Regions from separate parts of the Pan troglodytes genome. Here region 2 is linked to region 1. A link is a contact called in public Hi-C data. All regions are on one chromosome and are shown on one strand. The core of a region is the stretch at or near the end of the contact, and the rest is flanking DNA. Distances in the headings are between cores, read along the strand shown.

Region 1 (5,819 bases), core at 1,935-4,434:
CCAGAGCTCTTAACTAATATTGCACAGGTATTTCCCCAAATGTGGCACTAGTACCACTAGCGGCATAGGAGACCATCTGGGGACAGTCTATGGGTGAAGAGTTTGATTTGTTTAGTTATGTATTTATAGTTAGGATTACCTTCTATTTATGAGAGGTGATATTGACTTTTCATTTTCAATAGTGATATAATTTCCCTTTCAAAATAAATATAATTAAAAATAAATAAATAAATTTAAAGGAAAACATTGAGGAACTATGTAGGCTGCGTATAGATATGGCCAAAATTAATGACTGAAATTTGGGGAATTCTGTACATTCCACACTGGCCTGCAGTGTGCTCCACATGTTCACACAGAACAAGACTGCTAGAAATGAGAAAAATTATATACCATCTGCTCTTCAGTGCTTTTCCCGATTAACTTACGTGTGTGTGTGTGTGTATGTGTGTGTGTGTGTGTGTGTGTTTATTTGGAGACAGAGGCTCGCTATGTTACCCAGGCTGGAGTGTGGTGACGTGATCACAGCCCACTGCAGCCTTGAACTCCTGGGCTCAAGCGATCCTCCTGCCTCAGCCTTCCAAGTAGCAAGGACTACCAGTATGAGCCACCATGCCTAGCTTAAATCACCCATATTTTCCCATTTCCAGATACTATTCATAATACAGTCAGTTTTGCTACAACTAGGGTTTCGGTGTCACCAATTGGCTGATATGAATTTGACAAATAAGGAATAATGTCAGCATAGTATGGGGGTTGTTGGTCCACATGTATCTTTTCCCAGATGAGAGATGCTGTAAAAATGGGAGTAGAGTTAAAATCACTAGCAGGAAAGGAATAGTCGCCCTCTCCCCTGGTGCACAGATTGGAGCTCTTCCGACTCTCCTTGAATTAAAAAGGAGTGCCTGTACCCAGGGTTTCCTCCCAGAGATGTGCACCCCCAGGCTTGCATTTATAGCTCTTGCCCTTTCCACATGATAGTCACTACATTCCAGAAAAAACCAAATGTAGTTTACTAGCAGGATAGAGCCAGGGCCCTAAACCCTAGTTAGAGGCACTAAGACATCCAGCGGGGGCAGTGGCAGGCTCTGTTTTTTTGTTTTTGTTTTTTTGTCTCCCAGATGCCTACAAAATGTGCCACCCTAACATCAATACCACGAACACAAGCACCACTTCCTCCTCTTTCTCCTGAATCTGAAGTCTCTTCCAAGTTCCTCATCCAGTCATGACTAAGGCAGCAAATAATCAAGTTGCTTCAGCTACATAGTAGTGGCTGGAAGAGGGTTTAGCGTGGGTGCATCCTAGCTGTGGGTCTGAGCGATGATACAACCTGGTATTAATCGCTGGGCTTCCAACTGGTCCTGTCCCCTTGAAGACTTGATTCTAACTGGGGATAGGGTGGGGTGGGTGGGGCCTTTTGCCAATTCCAACTCCTCATTGTTTGCTGACATAAGATGAGGGCTCCCAACCCCCACCACCTCTTGCCAGGCTGATCCTTGCTTGAGTCATAGCAGGGATGACTCAGAGATGATAGACTGAATCTAGAAACAGACCAGACCACATGTAAAAATAGATCTTTGACCCACTCTCTGTACCAGAGAAGGAAACCAACCCCCTTATGTACAATAAATAACCCAGGAAGTCAGCCTGCTCGAACTCAGACTTGTAGGAAGCCAGGCTGCTATCTCTGGTGACAATCCAGGAAGCTGAACAATAACTACTGTAACAATCAGCCAAAAATGGCCAGGACCTGATTAATAACCGACAACTTCCCTAACTTTTGTCACCATTTTAAATTTAGGAACAACCAGAGAAAGCCAAATCTGTACCTACCCCTAACCAATCACACAGTGTGCCCTGCTTCCAGTTAGCCCACCTGCAGCTTCCCCAGGCCAACAGCCTCCCATCAGGGCACACCTCAAGACTTCCCTTTTTTTCCACTCTAAAGCTTTCCCAGTGCTTTGCCTGTGATGGGGTCTCTGACAAAATGCAAGTGATGGTGGCCAACTTCATTGCTATAGCAAGCTCAGAATAAATAGCCTTTGCTTTTTCTCATTTGGTTGGTCTTTGTCTATTTCCATGGAACCTATAACCTGCTTACTGTCAACCCACCCACCCTAGTTCCCTGCCTAGCAATGAAACTCCATACCTCAACTTCTCCTATATGGACAAGATTTCTTCCTCTGCTGGGAAGAAGATCGTGGCCAGGAGAGTGTCAGCAGAAGCAGTTTCCTGGGAAAGAGCCCAGGCAGGGCTTGGCTGGACTTCTGGTGGTCTCCTGAGTGAGGTGCATGGAATGCCTGTCTTCTTCTAAGAGCCAGTGACCAGGGAAGACTGTAACTGGGTTTTAGCTCCAGTTGCTATTTTATTTCCCAGTCCCACCTACCCCACGAGAGCTGGAGCCTAGCCACATTCTTCTCAGTGATGAAAGTGTTGCATATGAACCCAAGCCCACTAGCATGGCCCTAACCCCCACTGGGTAAATGTCCTCTCTGCCAGCTGCCTGTCCCCACGGCCAAGTCCAACTGTCTGGATTCTCTTTGTCCCGCCCCTGCTCTGTCTGCAGGGAGCCTCTCAGCTCTTTCTTTCTTAACCCCTTCCCCAGCACACTATTGCTGCCTGCATCAGATGTGTGACTAGCCAGCACTGTTCTACAAGCCTCCCAGCACCATGAAACTGGAATCATTCAGTCATCCTGCCAGGCTTAGATCCAGCAGAATTTTTGAACAGATTGAGAAGTGGCCACATGATGGCACTATAAACCTAGCAATGCCCTCAGAAAGTTGGCAAACTGCAAAGCTCCAGGGAGTCAGGATCTGTATTTTTTTTTTTTTTAATGAATGTCAGAAAAGTGAAAACTGGTAATGGTCAATAGCCCCCAGAAAATCTTGATCTTATTTTGCTAAGGATTCTTCCTGATCAATGGCCATTTGTTTTTGACACTTGCCAAACATTAGCTATCCCTCTTCAGCACGCATCCCACCGCCCAATGCTGTCTTCGCTTTGTACTCAACGCATGCACATTTCTGTTCTAAATAGTCTGCCGGTTGCTATGAACACAAAAATAGACACACAAAGATTTAAGAAAGATGGAAATGTCTTACCTAAGCATGAGTGAAATGATTTCTTCTTTTGTTTTGGTCCATCATTATGCTAAATAAACGGAAGCCTTTTCCCTCTTCACACGCAGAGCTGAGCCAATCACAGGCACAAATGAAAATTGCCTATCTCTAGAAACAAATCCCTTGGCCGTCCTGGTTGATTAGTCATTACACATTTACATAGCACAGAAAAGGTTGCCCAGGTAATCATACAAACATTTGATATTTTCCCATGCCTTCTCTTGGCTGATCCAAATTCTTTGGAATTGAGATTTGTTTTGTGTACCCTTTTAAAAATGAGCACTGTGAGATTTACTCAGACCTCTGATTTTTTCATGTGAGTGAATCATAGCCTGGTATGCCCTGAGCTTTGCATGAAAGGCAGCACAGCACAGTGGAGAAAATACATCTTCAGGCTCAAGTGGTGATGGGTAGTGGCCGGGGGCAACCTGAGTCCTGGCTCAACTCTTTCTTGCTTTCTTGGCCAGCTGCTCTCTACTTCTTTGACTTTCAATTTGCTTATCTGTGAACTGGGATAAAGAGTACTGAACTTCTAAATTTGTTTAGGGGACTAAATGAGATAATGTAATGTATGTAATAGGTGTTCAACCAAGGGTAGCTAGTATTCTTCTGAGTAGAGTGGATGACTCCAGTGTGTAACCTATGGCCAAGCAACTGAAAGGTGGAGAAAGTTCCTCATGCTCTTTTGGAAATCTCATGTGGTGATTAAGAGCAGGTTTTTTGCATCAAACTGTCTGCATCCATACCCTAGTTCTACTATCTGTGTAGTAGATGCAATAGAAAAGCATAAGCAAAGCTTTCTAAGTCTCACCGTCTTGGTTTGTAATGTCAGTAATCATAGCCCCTGCCTCATGATGCTGGTGTGAGCCTGAATGAGACAATGCATGTGTTAGGGGTTGGTTTGTGTCCCAGAAAACGTGTTGAAGTCCAAACACCCAGTACCTGTAGGGTGACCTTATTTAGAAATAGAGTCTTTGCAGATGATCAAGTTAACATGAAGTCATTAGAGTGAGCCCTAGTTGAGTGCAACTAATGTGCTTATAGAAACAGGAAATTTGGACACAGAGGTGCCCACACAAGGAGAACACTGTGAAGATGAAGGCACAGATCAGGATGAGGCATCTGTAAGCTAACAAATGCCCAAAATTGCCAACAAACGATAAGATGCTAGGAGAGAGGTATGGAACAGGTTCTCCCCGACAGCCCTCAGAAGGAACCAGCACTACTGACACATTGATCTTGGACTTCTAGCCTCCAGAACCGTGAGACAATACATTTCTGTTGTTTAAGCTCCCAGTTGGTGGTGCTTTGTTATGGCAGCCCTAGCAAACTAATATAGCATGGATGTATGTGACCCAGGGCATGCCTCCTAGTAAGCAGCCAGTAAATGTTCGACACTATTGCTGTTGATGTGGCTAGTGGGATCTCCACTTTATCTTTTTTATTTATTTATTTTTTTTGAGATGGAGTCTTGCTCTGTCACCATGCTGAAGTACAGTGGCATGATCTTGGCTCACTGCAACCTCTGCCTCCCAGGTTCAAGCGATTCTCCTGCCTCAGCCTCCAGAGTAGCTGGGAATATAGGCGCACACCACCATGCTCAGCTAATTTTTGTATTTTTAGTCGAGACGGGGTTTCACCATGTTGGCCAGGATGGTCTCAATCTCTTGACCTTGTGATACGTCCACCTCAGCCTCCCAAAGTGCTGGGATTACAGGCGTGAGCCACTGCGCCCGGCCACCACTTTTTCTAACCAGTAGCTTCACACAGGAATATTCCCAGCTGGTTTCTCCTACCTGTTACTAGAACCCACTTTTCACTGTGATGCTTAAACGTGTGCAGAAAAGAAAAGAATATCCAAAAGCAGATTTCGATCAAGCTGTTGTTTAGATTTTTGGACCATTTAAATACCTTGAGCAGAGATTATTAAATAGAAAGGCCAGTGTATAAAGAATGGTTTTATACAAGGTGAGGGTAGAACCAGACAACACTCATGATTACATTGCGAGGCGTTTTGGCAGATGTCAGATCCATGGCTAACACAAGACAAACCAGCAGTACCGAGTGTGGGGACGTGGATTCCTGATTTGCTGTTCACGCATCTCTGGGGAGGGGAAGTTCACCTCATGAAAGGCACATGATTCATAGCAGGGCTCCTTGGTGGCTGCTTTTTTTTTAACACTTGTTCTGCAGCAGCACAAAGGAAACAGTTTTATTCTTTAATTACTTGATATGAACTGTCTCGCTGATGACAACTGTGCAGAAGTCTTGCAGAACCTATCTGGCCTGTAACTTGAGTTTGGATCTTGGCATCCTAACTGTCTGTAAGCCATCAGAGTCTCTAAAACCACCTACACAGCAGAGAAGCCTGTACAGCTCCTGACTCATAGAAGGGTTCAATAATAAGTATTCGGTGTTAGAATAAATGAGCTGTGGACCAGGCGCCGTGGCTCACGCCTGTAATCCCAGCACTTTGGGAGGCTGAGGCGGGTGGATTGCCTGAGCTCAGGAGTTGGAGACCAGCCTGGGCCACGTGGGGAAACCCCATCTCTACTAAAATACAAAAAAAAAAAAAAAAAAAAAAGATTAGCTGGGTGTGGTGGCGCATGCCTGTAATCCCAGCTACTGAGGAGGCTGAGGCAGGAGAATTGCTGGAACCCAGAAGGCAAATGTTGCAGTGAGCTGAGATAGTGCCACTGC
Region 2 (5,819 bases), core at 1,661-4,160, 570 kb after region 1:
AAGAGTGCTTGATATAATTTCAATTTTTTAAAATTTATTGAGGCAAATTTTGTGGCCAATCATATGGTCTATCTTGAAGAAACTTCCATGCACTATTGAATAAAGTGTGTATTCTGTGGTTGTTGGATAAAATGTTCTGTACATACCTGTTAAGTCCATTTGTTCCAAGGTATAGATTAAACCCATTGTTTCTTTGTTGACTTTCTGTCTTGATGACCTGTTTAGTGCTGTCAGTGGAATATTGAAGTCTGCCACTATTATTTTGTTGCTGTCTATCTCAATTTTAGGTCTATTAGTAATTATTTTATAAATTTGGGAGATCCAGTGTTAGGTGCATATATATTTACAATTGTGATATCTTCCTGTTGGACAAGGCCTTTTACCATTATATAATGTCCCCCTTTGTCTCTTTTAACTGCTGTTGCTTTAAAGTTTGCTTTGTCTGACATAAGAATAGCTAACCCTGCTCACTTTTGGTGTCCATTTGTGTGAAATCCCTTTACCCCTTTGCTTTAGGTTTATGTGAGGTTTTGTGTGCTAGGTGAGTCTCCTGAAGACAGTAGATAGTTGGTTGGTGAGTTCTTATCCATTCTGCAGTTCTGTATCTTTTAATTGAAGTATTTAAGCCATTTACATTCAATGTCAGTATTGAGATGTGAGGTACCATTCCATTTATCGTGCTATTTGTTACCTGTGTACCTCTTTTTGTTGTTGTTGTTGTTGTTTTTGCTAATTAACTTGTATTTTTGTTTTATAGGTCCTGTGTGATTTATGCTTTAAAGACGTTCTGTTTTGATGTGTTCCCAGGATTTGTTTCAAGATTTAGAGCTCCTTTTAGCAGTTCTTGTCTTGGTGGCTTGGTAGTGGCAAATTCTCTTAGCCATTTGTTTGTCTGAAAAAGACTGTATCTTTCCTTCATACATAATGCTTAGTTTTACTGGATACAAAATTCTTGGCTGATAATTATTTTGTTTGAGGAGGCTAAAAATAGAGCCCCAATCATTTCTAGCTTATAGGGTTTCTGCTGAGAATTCTGCTGTTAATCTGATAGGCTTTCCTTTGTAGGTTACCTTGTGCTTTTGTCTCAGAGCTCTTAAGATTCTCTCCTTTGTTGTAACTTTAAATAACTTGATGACAATATGCCTAGACAACGATCTCTTTGTGATTAATTTCACAGGTGTTCTTTGTGCTTCTTGTATTTGGATGTGTACGTCTCTAGCAAGGCCGGGGAACTTTTCGTCGATTATTCCCCCAAATATGTTTTCCAAAATTTTAGATTTCTCTTCATCCTCAGGAACACCGATTATTCTTAGGTTTGGTCATTTAACATAATCCCAGACTTCTTGGAGGCTTTGTTCAGATTTTCTTATTCTTTTTTCTTTGTCTGTGTTAGATTGGGTAAATTTGAAGGCCTAGTCTTCAAGCTCTGAATTTCTTTCTTCTACTTGTTCAGTTCTATTGCTGAGACTTTCCAGAGCATTTTGCATTTCTATAAGTCTGTTCAATGTTTCCTGAAGTTTTGATTGTTTTTTCTTTATGCAATTATTTACTTGAATATTTCTCCCTTTACTTCTTGTATCATTTTTTGAATTTCCTGGCATTGGACTTTGTTTTTCTCTGGTGCCTCCCCGATTATCTTAATTACTAACCTCCTGAATTCTTTTTCAGGTAAATCAGGGATTTCTTCTTGGTTTGGATCCATTGCTGGTGAGCTAGTGTGATTTTTTGGGGGTGTTTTGTCATATTACCAGAGTTGGCTTTCTGTGTGTGTGTGTGTGTGTTTTTTTTTCACATTTGGCTTGGCTCTGTCAGAGGGAAGGTCTAGGGCTGAAGGCTGTTTTTCAGATTCTTTTGCTCCATGATGTGTTCCCTTGATGTAGTGCTCTCCCACTTTTCCTATGGATGTAGCTTCCTGGGAGCTGAGCTGCAGTGATTGTTATCTCTCTTCTGGGTTGGCCAGCCAGCAAGTCTGCCAGGCTCTGTGCTGGTACTGGGAGTTGTCTGCACAGAGTCCTGTGATGTGAACTGTCTATTGGTCTCTCAGCCATGGATACCAGCACCTGATCCAGTGAAGGTGGCAGTGGGGTGAAATGGACTCTGTAAGGGTTCTTAGCTTTGGTGGTTTAATGTTCTATTTTTGTGCTAGTTGGCCTCCTGCTAGGAGGTAGCGCTTTCCAGAGAGCATCAGCTTTGCTAATATGGAGAGGAACTGGGGTTGAGCAGGGCCCTAGAACTCCCAAGAGTATATGCCCTTTGTGTTCAGCTTCCAGGGTGGGTAGGGAAGGGCCGTCAGGTGGGGGTGGGGCTAGGCATGTCTGAGCTCAGGCTCTGCTTTGGTGGGTCTTGCTATGGCTGCTGTCAGAGTTGGGGGTGAGTTTTCCAGGTCAACAGAGTTGTGTACCTAGGAGATTATTGCTGCCTTTGCTGAGTCATGCAGGTTGTCAGGGGAGTGGGGGAAAGCTGGCAGTCACAGGCTTCACCCAGCTCCCACACAATCTGAAGAGCTGGTCTCACTCCCACTGTGCCACCTCCAACAGCACAGAGTCTGTTTCCAGGCAGCAGGCAAGCAGGGCTTGAGAACTTTCCCCAGGCTACCCGCCTCCCAGCTGTGAAAGAAAAGGACTTTAGTTCTTCCCCCACCTGTGGAATCTGCAGGCTGGATTCATGCCCTCCAGCAAGTTCTGGCCAGGAGGCTTCTCACCTGGTTCAAATTGTTACAAAGTTCAGCTGGAGACTTCCTTCTCCCTGTGGCATTTTCCCCATACCTCTGGACACCCTCCTGAAGGATCCCTGTGGTGCCAGGCATGAATGGCCTGCTTGGGGACCCAACGAGTTCCCAGGACCCTTCCTGCTGCTTCTTCTACCCTTGTATTTTGCTTGGCTGTCTAAATTGACTCAGCTCCAGGTAAGGTCAGAAACTTCTGCAAACCTTCCGTTTCCCCAGTAGGGGTGTGTGTTCAGGAGCAGAGGATCTCCCTTTTCTACTTCCACAGTTTGGGCACTCACAGTATTTGGGGTGTCTCCCAGGTCATGCAGGATCACTCTGCTTCCTTCAGAGGGTCTGTGGGTCCTCTGGGGATTCATGGTTTGTTCTTGCAGTCATTCTGGAGCTAAAATTCACGATGCGAGCCTCCGCATGCCGCTCTGAGTCGGAGCTGCAATCTAGACCTGCCTCTCAATCCACCGTGATGATCTCCTTAATTGCTGCTGCTCACCTCCTGCTATGCAGCTCAGTTCCTAACAGGACACAGACTGGTACAGATCTGTGGCTTGGGGGTTGGGGACCCACAATTATGGAGGTTGAGAAGTTCCTAGGATCTGCAGACAGCAAGCTGGAGACCTGTGAGAGCCAGAGATGTAAATTCCAGTCTGAGTTCAAAGTCCTGAGAACCAGGAGAGTTGGTGGCAGTCTCAGAGAGTAGGAGAAAACTGATGTCCCAGCTTAACTGTCAGGCACAAAGAGAGCGTGAATTATTTCTTCCTCCATGTCTTTGTGCTATTTTGGGCCCCAGTGGCTTTAATATTTGGAGAAGTGAGCAGGATTTAGCTATATGAATTCTTTCTACTTTGCTAAATCAAACACATAATTGCACAAATTCAGATATAGTCTGTTTTTACTTCTAAAAAGTTTTTCAAAGCCAGGCTTAAGCCATGTATGAATAAGATAAACCTACGTCATTGAACAATCTTCTCAACCCTTTTGAAACATACATTGTTACCCATGTGAATTAGAAGATTGCCTGGACAGCTGTAAATTTAGAAAATCATGTTTTAAAATGTTTTTAGAATTTATCTATGAATGTAATAAATGTTGGGCAAGTTTGAAACATTTAACCTCTATTAATACTTAAATAATTATCATCTCCAGGCTAATTTTTATCACCATATATCTATAACTGTATATACATCTATTTTTATATTAACAATTTTATAAATGTGTGTGCAGTAGTCCTCTCTTATTCTCAGTTTTGCTTTCCTCACTTTCATTTTCTGCAGTTTCAGTTACCTGTGGTCAACTGTAGCCTGAAAACATTAAGTGGAATGTTTCAGAAATAAACAGTTCTTAAGTTTTAAATTGGATGTCATTCTGAGTAGGGTGATGACATTTAGCAGTTCTCACCTGGGACATGAATCTTCCGTTTGTCTACAGAATAGCCATAGTCGCTTAGAAGCCATCTTGTTTATCAGACCAACTGTCTGGGTATCTCAGTGCTAAATTAAATTGCTTGACATAAGGTTTGCTGGAGGAGATCCAGAATTAGACATTAATTATTTTTAGAAATTAGGCTTTGTAACTATAAAATAGTTATATTATTCAAATGTATGTACTGATTTTTTCAAAATGAGAGCATGCTATAGATGCACGTAATCTTTGCACATACATTAACATTGTCATATTTAATATACATCCAATACTTGTTCTAACTTATGAGAACTCAAACATTTTTCTTTTATAATTACTGCTTTTTATGTCATGTTTACATTTTTGCATCTATAATATAATGGTGTGTAATATAAAGTTGTATAATGTGTTACACTATATAAATATTTATCTCTATATGCCTATAGCACTTACATGGCTTTACTTTTAAATTTAATTTGTGATTCTTTTTAAATTTATTTTTGGGTAGAATAGAGCGGAACCTATCTGATTATTTTCTATATTGCTCAACAATTGTCCCAACTCCATCATTAAATTATTCTTTTCCTGTGTCAATTTAAGAAGCCATTTTTATCTTGTACCGAATTTTTATATATTTGTGTTGCTGTTCTCTCTTTTGAAGGTACCATACTTTCTTGATTATGATAAATTGAGACTATGCTTTAGAACCTGGAAGGATAAGTCCTTCCTCATTAGCCTTCCTTTTCATAGTTTTCCTGGGCACCTAGAGAACTTTAAGATAATTTTCATCAATTCACTGAAAAAATATTAGTATTCTGACTGAAATTGAATACATTCATAGCTTAATTTTGGGAAGAATTTGTCTTTATAAAGATGTGCCTTTCTCTCTCATAATATGTGTGTTTTCTACATATTCATTTTCCTTATATGTTTCTGAGTAAAATACTATAATTTTCTTCATATAGGTGATCTAATTTTCTGTGAAGTTAATTCCTTATTTTTATGTTTCTTGTTACTATTGTATGTTGCTTTAAGTTTTCTAATTTTGAAAACATTAATTTTTTGGCTTATATGTCCATTTCAATTATTTTATTTTCTATTTTTAATAGCTTCTTAGTTGGTTTCTTCATCTTTTTTGTAGGTATGTAAATATTTAGATTTTTCCTATATTTTTGTATTTTTCATTGTTCATATTGTATTTTCTTCTTTAATTGCATTGGCTATCTGATTCAGAATAATCATGTGTGCATTATTTGTGGGAAACATGATTATTATTTTTGGCATTGATGCCACTACCTGGTATTAATGGTCATGTATGCAATGTTTAAATAGGAAGTTGGCTAGAAGGGTTGTGATTGATTTTAATATATCAAGTCTTCCTATTCATGTTTTTAAGAGATTTTCCATTGGGAGTGGGTGTTAAATTTATTTAATGTCTTTTTTTCAATGTATTAAAATTATTTGAGATTTTCTTATTTAACTTAGTCATGATATTTATTTGATTAATAAATTCCCATATGTTACCTATGTATTCCTGGTATAAATACAAAGAATATTAATTTAAAAATTTACAGCTGGATTTGATTAGTTGATGTTTTATTTAGAGTTTTGATTCCTTATATTCACTATTCACATTAGGGTAGATAGATACAGATATAGGCACAGATATAAAAATAATACATATAAATATATAAAT

What was found. Hi-C and Micro-C count contacts between places; a contact is called where the count stands out from the background.
Region 2: a contact with region 1 is called in a Hi-C map of induced pluripotent stem cells, with 2.8 times the contacts expected there. The contact joins the enhancer-like site here to the promoter of FAM184A in region 1. A contact is called at or near these places in 3 of 7 Hi-C or Micro-C datasets (blood, induced pluripotent stem cells and stem cell-derived neural progenitor cells) and 1 of 1 other capture datasets (stem cell-derived neural stem cells).

What each region holds. Positions count from the first base shown.
Region 1 is chr5:131,042,439-131,048,257 of NHGRI_mPanTro3-v2.0_pri, forward strand. It overlaps FAM184A (family with sequence similarity 184 member A), which reads right to left and starts at 3,185. Exons shown (of 16, transcript XM_063813399.1): 1 at 3,102-3,185.
Region 2 is chr5:131,615,386-131,621,204 of NHGRI_mPanTro3-v2.0_pri, forward strand. No RefSeq gene overlaps it. Among named protein-coding and RNA genes, the nearest start is that of MAN1A1, 370 kb to the left of the region's middle. Within about 2 kb of position 2,911, at least 2 of the 24 cell types and tissues checked have an H3K27ac peak or open chromatin away from gene starts, as enhancers often do. A contact at or near this core is called in induced pluripotent stem cells and stem cell-derived neural stem cells, where this site is marked.